Regions from separate parts of the Mus musculus genome. Here all the other regions are linked to region 3. A link is a contact called in public HiChIP or PLAC-seq and promoter capture Hi-C data. All regions are on one chromosome and are shown on one strand. The core of a region is the stretch at or near the end of the contact, and the rest is flanking DNA. Distances in the headings are between cores, read along the strand shown.

Evidence for each region. Promoter capture Hi-C pulls out the DNA fragments that hold promoters and counts their contacts. HiChIP or PLAC-seq counts read pairs in DNA pulled down with a chosen protein or histone mark.
Region 1: a contact with region 3 is called in an H3K4me3 HiChIP or PLAC-seq map of forebrain, with 8 times the contacts expected there. The contact joins the enhancer-like site here to the promoter of Mid1ip1 in region 3. A contact is called at or near these places in 8 of 39 promoter capture datasets (the 3T3-L1 cell line, 3T3-L1-derived adipocytes, the C10 cell line and 4 more), 2 of 484 Hi-C or Micro-C datasets (the N1E-115 cell line and uterus) and 5 of 115 datasets of contacts at active chromatin or transcription factors (astrocytes, embryonic forebrain, embryonic midbrain and 2 more).
Region 2: a contact with region 3 is called in a promoter capture Hi-C map of erythroid cells, with 56 times the contacts expected there. The contact joins the promoter of Dynlt3 here to the promoter of Mid1ip1 in region 3. A contact is called at or near these places in 4 of 39 promoter capture datasets (cranial neural crest, embryonic stem cells, erythroid cells and 1 more) and 1 of 9 other capture datasets (adipose tissue).

The regions. Positions count from the first base shown.
Region 1 is chrX:11,805,998-11,808,880 of GRCm38.p6, reverse strand. No RefSeq gene overlaps it. Among named protein-coding and RNA genes, the nearest start is that of Gm26314, 43 kb to the left of the region's middle. Within about 2 kb of position 1,435, at least 113 of the 459 cell types and tissues checked have an H3K27ac peak or open chromatin away from gene starts, as enhancers often do. A contact at or near this core is called in the N1E-115 cell line, forebrain and hippocampal neurons, where this site is marked.
Region 2 is chrX:9,661,704-9,664,403 of GRCm38.p6, reverse strand. It overlaps Dynlt3 (dynein light chain Tctex-type 3), which reads left to right and starts at 1,421. Exons shown (of 5, transcript NM_025975.5): 1 at 1,421-1,535. The coding sequence starts at 1,506.
Region 3 is chrX:10,715,947-10,718,706 of GRCm38.p6, reverse strand. Mid1ip1 (Mid1 interacting protein 1 (gastrulation specific G12-like (zebrafish))) reads right to left here and starts at 1,342. Exons shown (of 2, transcript NM_026524.4): 1 at 1,003-1,342; 2 at 1-720. The coding sequence starts at 477.

The DNA.
Region 1 (2,883 bases), core at 186-2,685, 1.1 Mb before region 3:
GCAACTAAAACTTTATTGAGTGCCTACTGTGTTCCAGGCTGCCTTAAACACTGAGGATAGAGGATAGATACAAATCCTATACGTTGTAGAGATTATGTAGTATCAGGGAGAAGACTGGCAATACACAATCAAGTAAGTGCTTATTGTGCCAGGAAGTAACTGGTGTGAATGAATGGGTGAAGAAGTGATGGAGGGATCCCCTCCCCGCCACGCCACCCCCCCCCCGCCCCCCCGCTGTCCGTATCTGGAAAGGTCTGTAAACTGCTGGGAAGAGTAAGCAGGCTTAGCTATTAAAACTGTACCCCAGGGATCTAGCTTGTGGGTCTGGGTGAGCTTCTGCTAGGTGTAGAATAGAAGGCTTGTTTCCCAGGCTGAGTCCTTGGCCAAGGTCACCAGCTTGTTAGTGTCAGTATGGGAACAGGACCTGCAAAACCACAAGTTTGTTTGATCCTTCACCTCCCAAAGACCTGTCTGGCCTCTGCCCCTCCACAAAGCTGAAGGGTTCGAATTAGAGTGGGTTTGAGTTTTGGTGCCCGAGAGGGCCCAGGAAGGAAAGAACTTGGGGATGTGATTGGACTCAAGGAAACTCTTCCTGGACCAGTCTGCCCAAGCACTCAGAGGCAGCTCTGTTTCTGGCTTTCCTCCAGGTCTAGGACTGGAGGTGGAGGTGTGGTGACCAAGAGGGGATGAAGGGGGTGGTAATCTAGGGCCAGTAGGCTCCCTACATTATCCCTCTAGTCCTCCCTGGCTGCTAAGCTGGCAGGCGCATGGGAGGGCAGAAGAGGATAGTGTCCAGGAAGGTGGAGGACACTCAAGTGGCGATTGAAGAAAGGCAGAAGAGTGCATGGAGAGGGGAGCTGGGGCTCCGGGTCCCGGAAGGGGCAAGGGAATGGAATGTTCAGAGGTGGCGGGTGGTGGGTGAGGGCATTTGGGGAGTTAGTTTCGAGACAGGGAGCAAGGCCGAGGCGGCTCAAGGTGAGGGGGCGGGAGATTGGGGGGCCCCTGCAGCATCTCGGACCACAAAGGGCCGGGGAGCTCAGGCCCGCGGTGTTAGCAAGCCGTATCGATCGAGGGGCGGGCGCAGCGAGCGCGCCGAGAGCGGCTCCATCCATTAGGGCCGCTGTTCGCCTCCAATTAGAAAAAAAAAATCATTACTCAGCAGCCAGCAGCGGCCTGCGCGCCGCCCGGGACCGCCCGCGAGCGAGCCAGCCAGCGAGGGAGCGGCGGCCTCCCCCGCCCGCGCTCCCCACCCCCCTCCCCCGGCGCCCCGCCTTCCGCGGCCCTAATGACAACTATTAGAACTGCCTCCCCGCACCCACCGCCTGGCGAGCACAAAAGCGCCAGATTCATTTGGTAATCGGGGTAATTACAGCGGGGCGCGGGGGCGCACGCGGCGATGGCGGGCGCGCTGGCGGAATGCTAAGGGGCCCGGCGCGTCGCCCGTCCCCACCCCGCAGCCCTCCCTGACTGGCCTGGAGCCCCGGCAGCTCTCGGTGCCACAACTATCAGAGCCCGAGCCCTTTTCCCGCTGCAGTCGCCGGAAGGGGGGTTCCGATCGGCAGACAACGCAGAGCTGTCACCCCCCTCCTTCCCCAGTCCCCCGCAGTCCCCGGCTGCCCTCGCCAGCGGTTTCCACCGCAAGGCCTGCGGCGTCCGGGACAAGATTTGCTGTGTCCAGAAGTCGGAGAACCCCTCCGAGGTCCGGACGCATAATAAATACCATGTGTAATGTATTTACTCTGTTGCCCCCAGTTAATTTACACCCTAGCGCTGCGCCGTCCCGCCCCCGCGCGCACCAGCCTGCCGTTTCTATTTACAGGCGCGAGGCGCTGTACCTCGAGAAGGCTGCCCCCCCCCCCTTTGAGAGCTTTAGGATGGATGCAACGTGTCGTTAAACCTGAAAGGAGCTGTTACTTATCAGTAATGGTGTTTTCCTCAGGCCTTTCCCCTCACCTGCACAGAGACAGGTACCACCTGGGTGGTGCACCAGGACTAGGGTGCCCTAAGGCCCTGGTGGATGTGTCTGTTGGGGGAAGAGGGAGTAAGCATTATGTGGCTCTAGCAGAAGGTAGCTGAGGCATTTTCGAGGGGGGCCCACCCCAGAACTGCAGGGACCTGACTCCTCAGAACAGCCCAGGCAAGAGGCTGCGCCCGGAGGGGACATGTTCCTCCTCCAAAACTGCCTAGAGCAGCAGCTCCTTAGGCTGCCTCTTGGACAATCCCCTCCAGAGGTACGGTTCTTGCAGTAGCAATTGCCTTATCTGGGGTGATTTTCCATCCACCCTTTCTGGGCAGCTGGACCAATCTTCACATACAGGACTTATCTTGTGGAGAAGCAGGGCTCTGTGCTGGAGGCAGGCCTATCGAATGGAATGTTCACTGGGCCTTGTGTGTGTTCTTAATGACCCATAACAACTCTCAGAGGTGAAAAACAAACCCTTACACCCCTTTAACCCTTTCTGTGCCCGTCCCGTTGTGGTCTAGGAGACTTCTCGGTCTTGCTATGGTGTCTTCTACCCCACCGGCTTCTCAAACATTAGTTTGGCTTCTCATTGGTGGAGGTGGTGGTGGTGGTGTGTGTATATGTGTTAGAACTGTGCAAGACCCTGAAGTAGGGAGCTGCAACCCCTGGAAGTAGCATCAAAATTCTGAGTAGGTACACAATTTTCCAAAAGGAGGATTCTTAAAGGGGATCTGAGGCAGCCCCAAAGGTTAAGAACTACCTAGCAGCTGTACCAGCTCTTGCAGGTCCGACCGCTGAGCCTGGCTTCATTACCAGGACGAACAAGGCCATCCCAAAGCAGTTGTGATTAAAACAGTGAGATAATGCTTTAATATTCGTACAGTACAGGCATCTACAAAAATAAATTATTAATGATGTCC
Region 2 (2,700 bases), core at 172-2,671, 1.1 Mb after region 3:
GACTAGACAGATATTGCTGATGTGATGAAGACAATACCGTCTAAAGACAGAAAGCACACATACCCTAAAAAGGTTTTGAGCAACTAAATCAATCAGGAATATAAATTGACTCTCACATTCCTGGTTATAAAACAAAACATAAACATCATTATTTCAGTTCCTCCTACTTGGGTCTTTTGTTACTTGTAGCCAAAGGAACATATTAATAAAATTACAATGATTTAAAGTAAATTCTCAAAACTATTTGGTATTTTTCCAGTTGAAAGATCATTGAAGTTTGCGTATGGAATGTATGGAGTGTTTCCTTGAATGTATGTGCATCATATGTGCTTAGAGCCTGAAGAGGCCAGAAAAAGGGGTTGGGCCCCCTTGAACCAGAGATACAGACAGCCTATAGGCAATACATGGGTACTGAGTACCAAACCTAGGTCCTCTGCAAGAGTAGTGAGTGCTAACTTCTTAGCCATCTCCCCAGCCCCAATCACTTTGCTTTTTGCAATGACCCATAATAGAAGAGCCAGTACTGCAAAAATCACAGTATCAAGGTTGATTCAATAGTCACAAATTGAGAGTGGTGAATTGGGGGACCTGAGGATTTAGTTACTGTCTATATAGGCTTCAAGTTACTTCATGTCTCTTAATTCCTGTTCTACTTTTAAAGTAATAGAAAGGGATTAGAAAACTAAGGAACCTTCTGACTTTGATAGTGGGGAACAAAATAGAAGTCATTGTGTTGGGCTGAATATCCCCACCACCATCACCAGACATATCCACATTTGAATCCCAGTACACGGCAATGCCCTACCTTGCATGGCAAAAAACATTTTGTACATGTGGTTAGAGCTAATACAGGAGAGGTGGTGGTGGCTTTGAAGCTGTAGGAATATAGGTAGTTACTACAAGTTGAAGAGGGACATCAACTTTAGGAGTTGTGTGTACTGTATCTTATTTGATCCTTATAACGAGTCTCCAAATAGAGGGATTTATGTTATGGGAAAACTGAATCTTGTGTGTGTGTGTGTGGGGGGGGCGGGTGTATATTTTTCAAAGTCAGTAACTAGTACGGAGAGAAATCGAAGTTCCTTGCTCAGCTGCTACACTCGCTTGCTGGATAACTGTGGATGAACGAATTTTGTGCACATGGCCACTGCAGGAAGCCCAAAATCACCTGTGCTAGCTAACTTTCCCCATGGAAGCTCTTTGAGGTCTTAACGTGTGTCCCTTATTTTCAGAAGACTAGCCTGGTCTTAAGTGCACTTAAAACCTAGCAGGGGTACCCTTAGCCCCGCTAAAGGGCTCAACTCAAACAGAGCCCCTCCTCCCTGTCCTTTAACCCCGCCCTCCCTGCTCTTTTAACCCCGCCCTCCCTGCTGTTTGCGTCAGAAAAGCAGGGCCTGCGTAAACGCCCTGGGTCTGGAGTGGAGGCGGGGCCTCCCCAGAGGCCAGTGCGCAGCTGAGGACCTGGACAGAAGGCTTGCTCCGCCCCCAGGACTCAGAAAGCCACCATGGAGGGGTACCAACGGCCCTGCGATGAGGTACCGCCCCTCTGGCGCCAGGAAAAGCCCCTCAGCTCTCTCTGACTGGCTGTGGGGACACTGCGGGGTGGTCTCTTAGTTCTGGGAGAGTTAAGATGCAGCTTCTCTTTAGCCTGGGTCTGCTCCGTGCGGCCTGGATCCTTCTTGCCCTTAGGCTTCTCGCTCTCCCCGCCCCTCCCCCGCCCCTGAGATCCTTAGGGTGGGCAGATCGTCGCTCTGGCCTTAGTGAGCAAAAGCGCTTGGGGGCAGTCGTCAGGGTCTGCAAGGGCCGAGAGGTTGTAGGGAAGGCCAGAATTTGGGTTACATAGGCAGGCAGGCGTGGGCGAGCCCCGCCCGTTTGCGATCAGGGCCTGGGAAACCCGTCTTCTCTCTGCTTCCTCCACCCCTTTGGGCCTCCTTGTGCTGGTGCTGCAAGGTGGCTCTAGTCCCGGGAATTCTTCCCAGGAAAGGCTAGAGGAAGTGCTTTATGGATTAAGAGCCCTTGCTCACTGATTCATGTTTCCCTAAGCCTCACCAGAACTCCATGATGTCGGTTAGTTTCCTGTTACAGAAGGTAACCGACTTTTCATGGCGACAAAGTGATAGGCCCCAAGTGAAAAGAATGACAGGTGTTCCATTTGAACCCAGGTCTCTGGCTTCATACTTAAGCCCTTATTTCAAGGAATTTGAGGATGAGGGCTGTTGAATTGTTGCACAGCCTGTAAGAGTTTGCAAGGACAGCGTAGACAGAGATGTTCTGCACCTCCTAGCAAAGGTGCAATGGGATCTATTTTGCACTACTTCCTAAATACATGTAATTTCAAAAGAAATTGGAGTGAAGACATAGTCCTAGTGTGCTTGGCTAGCACAGGAGACGCCCTGAGCCCAGAAGAGACAGAGATGCGTCCATAGTATTAGGCGACTTTCCAAACTGTGGTGAAATGTGTATCTTTTATTTCTTAGGCCAATTTTTGGATGGGATTTTGAAGTAAAAATGATATTTTATCACAGGCCCAAACTATGAGACCTTTTTTCATAATGCCTCCAACAATTTAGATTTTCGTTCCTTTTTTTTTTTTTAGGAGAATGGTGGGAAATTGTATAGAATAATTAATAGAATTAAAATATGGAAATCTATACTTAAAGCATAACTCAGGAGTTGACTTGTTTCAAGTAGTTTGAAGTT
Region 3 (2,760 bases), core at 93-2,592:
TTTGGAGAGCACGGTGTGCAGCCCGCGCAGGTGGTAGTGGAACTGCTGCTCCAGATCTTCCTCGCCCGCATCCGCGCTCTCCAAGTGACTCAGGCCCACCAGGATGTCCTTGGGCTTCCAGGTGCTCTCCTCGCTCCCGGCCGGCGGAGACGAAGGCTGGTGCAGGACTCCCCACTCGATATCATTGCGGATGGACTTGAGCAGCACGTAGTGGCTGTACATGTCCCGGGAGGGCGCGAAAAAGCTTTCATTGGCGCTGCCCGGGCTTGGGGCCGGGGTCGTGCGCTCCTCCAGGCAGCCGCCACTGCCGCCTACCTCCACGCTGACCTCGTCTATCTCCGGCTCGGACAGGGGTACGTCGCGCAGCAGACTGGGCACCATCACCGTCTGGTCCATGTTGTTCACCGCGCCAATGAAGCGATTCATGGCGTTAAAGAGCGAGTGCTTCTGGTTATATGTGTCGCAGATTTGCATCATGGTGGCCGAGCGGGCGCGGAAACACAGGGACGCTGGTACACGGAGATAGACCGCTGGCGATGCCGCCTTCAAGCGCTCTCAGAGGCTGATGCCGGGAGCCTGCTTGAAGCCGGTGTGACGGGATTCCCAGATCCTTCTCCGCCCTCTCTAACTTGCTTCTTTCTCAGCTCAGCCCTTCGTGAGGCCCGGCTGCTCTTATCTTTGGCTCAGGATTGACGGTGGGTGGCTGGGTCTAGCCTTTTTCTGCTTGGGAGACAGAGACGAAAAGAACAAATTACCCACCCGGTTAGGATGCCCGGCATCCGGTCCGCGCGATGCTCCCACCCTGACCAAGGCTGGCCAGAGAAGGCACAAGGGTGGTTCCTTGGGACCAGCCGGTATCACCTCCTCCAATACTAGCAGAAGACCTTTGAAAAAAAAGGAGAAAAAAATCTCCCCCATCCCGGACTCTCTGGTTTCTCCCTTCTAAAACCTAAGCGAAAGCAACCATATTAGCCCGGGCTGCCAAAGGGCGGGGACACCCACCTCTTGCACTGCGAAATCCCCTGGTTCTCAGTGCTTGCGTTGCGGACGGTGGCTGCCCAAGGGCGCTGCTGCGGTCACTGATCGGACTGTGAGTAAGGGCGACTGTGGTTGCTCCGGCCCCCTGCCCATTCCAGGTGCTCAATTTATAGTCCGGGAAAGGTGTCCCAGGCGCCCAGGACCACCCCTGATGTCTCCTCCTCCTACCTCCTCCAGCAGCACAGATAAAAGGTCCCAGCCCTGACCGCGAGTAACACTCGCCCAACCCTTTCTACCGCGGGGGCGGGGCACGCCGGGTGGCTCCGCCTCTCGCCTGATACCCGGGCTAAGGCAGGGCGGCCCAGCAGGGCAAGGCAGGGTAGGGCTGGGAGGATGGAGCGGCCGCACCCCAGCACCAAACCCAGAACAAGCTGTTTGGGGGAGGGAGGGCGAGGCACTGAGCCCAAGGAGCCGCCGTCCAAACCAGAGGGCGGACTGGCGCGCGCGGGCTGGGCGGGCTTGGCGCGCACTCTCCGGGTGGGATGACCGGAATGCTTGTGTGTCCGGGTTGCAAAAGAGCCCCTCAATCCTGAACCTAGAGTGACTGCAGTCCGGAAATTTAGCCTCGATTTATTATTAGACGTCGGGTAAGAGGGATTCACAGCTGCCCTGACTCCATACTTGGGAATCTTATGTAAGAAGAGTTAGCAGGACATGCCGGATGCACGTGGACATGGGGTGCTCCCTCCACGGCCCAGGTCGTGGTCAGCTGCAGGGGGATGGGAACACTGAGGCATTTGCTTCCCTCCTGGCGGGGTCTTTCCTACTACTGCTGCCAGGTATGAAGAGCACCCTGGTCATCTGATCTATAGTTTTGTGTCCCCCACCAAGAGATAAGAGCATGGCAATGGAGTGTGAACTTGGGCCTTGTGGCCCTTTTGGCTATCAAAAAGACTAGGAGAAGGTGGCAGAAGTTAGGACTGGTGTTGGGTATATCTTATCATTTAAAGAAAAAAAATGGGAGTATACCCAATAACTTTCTGGAGTGTGTGTCAAGTGCTCCTTTCAAAAGATAGTTCTTAAGCAAGGGTTACTTAATAAGCCTAAGCTGTGTACCATAGCCCTGGATCTACCTTTCAAGTTTTACACTTGAAACTCCTCTTTCAGGTTCCCAGCCCTGAGCCCATACTCATTTCCCATCTCATTTCCTTTGCCACATCCCTCAACCTCCAGTCAGCTCTTCCATTCCTCCAGATAAGATGACTCAGGCTTCTAATTTTAAATTTCTTCCCACTAAAGTCTTCGGGGGGAAGTTTTAGTATGGCATTCCCCTGCAAGACAAAAAAGCGCCCCAAACAAGGAGAGACACTTATGCATGTGGGTTTGTTTGTTTGTTTGTTTTTTCTTGAAGGACTGGTACTGTCTACCGAAAATCATGTCTCTTTTCAATTTTGAAGGGAACAAGAGCTGATAACAGACAGAAAAGTCATTGGTAACTCTAGAACCCAGACTGGCAAATCTCCATCTCCCTCTGGTTTACTGGTTCTAGATCATAACCCATGCTTCCAATGCTTTCTTATGTATGTATGTATGTATGTATGTATGTATGTATGTATGTATGTATGGAGACACAGTCCCAGCCAGCCAGCCAGCTTGATTTGGAACGACAGCTACTCATCCTTCTGATTCAGTGTCCCATGTTCTTTTAAACATGAAATAATGTTTGTTATCTGCCCCGTGGAGCTAAGGAGATCAGTGGAAAGAAGAATGTAGATGGGAAAC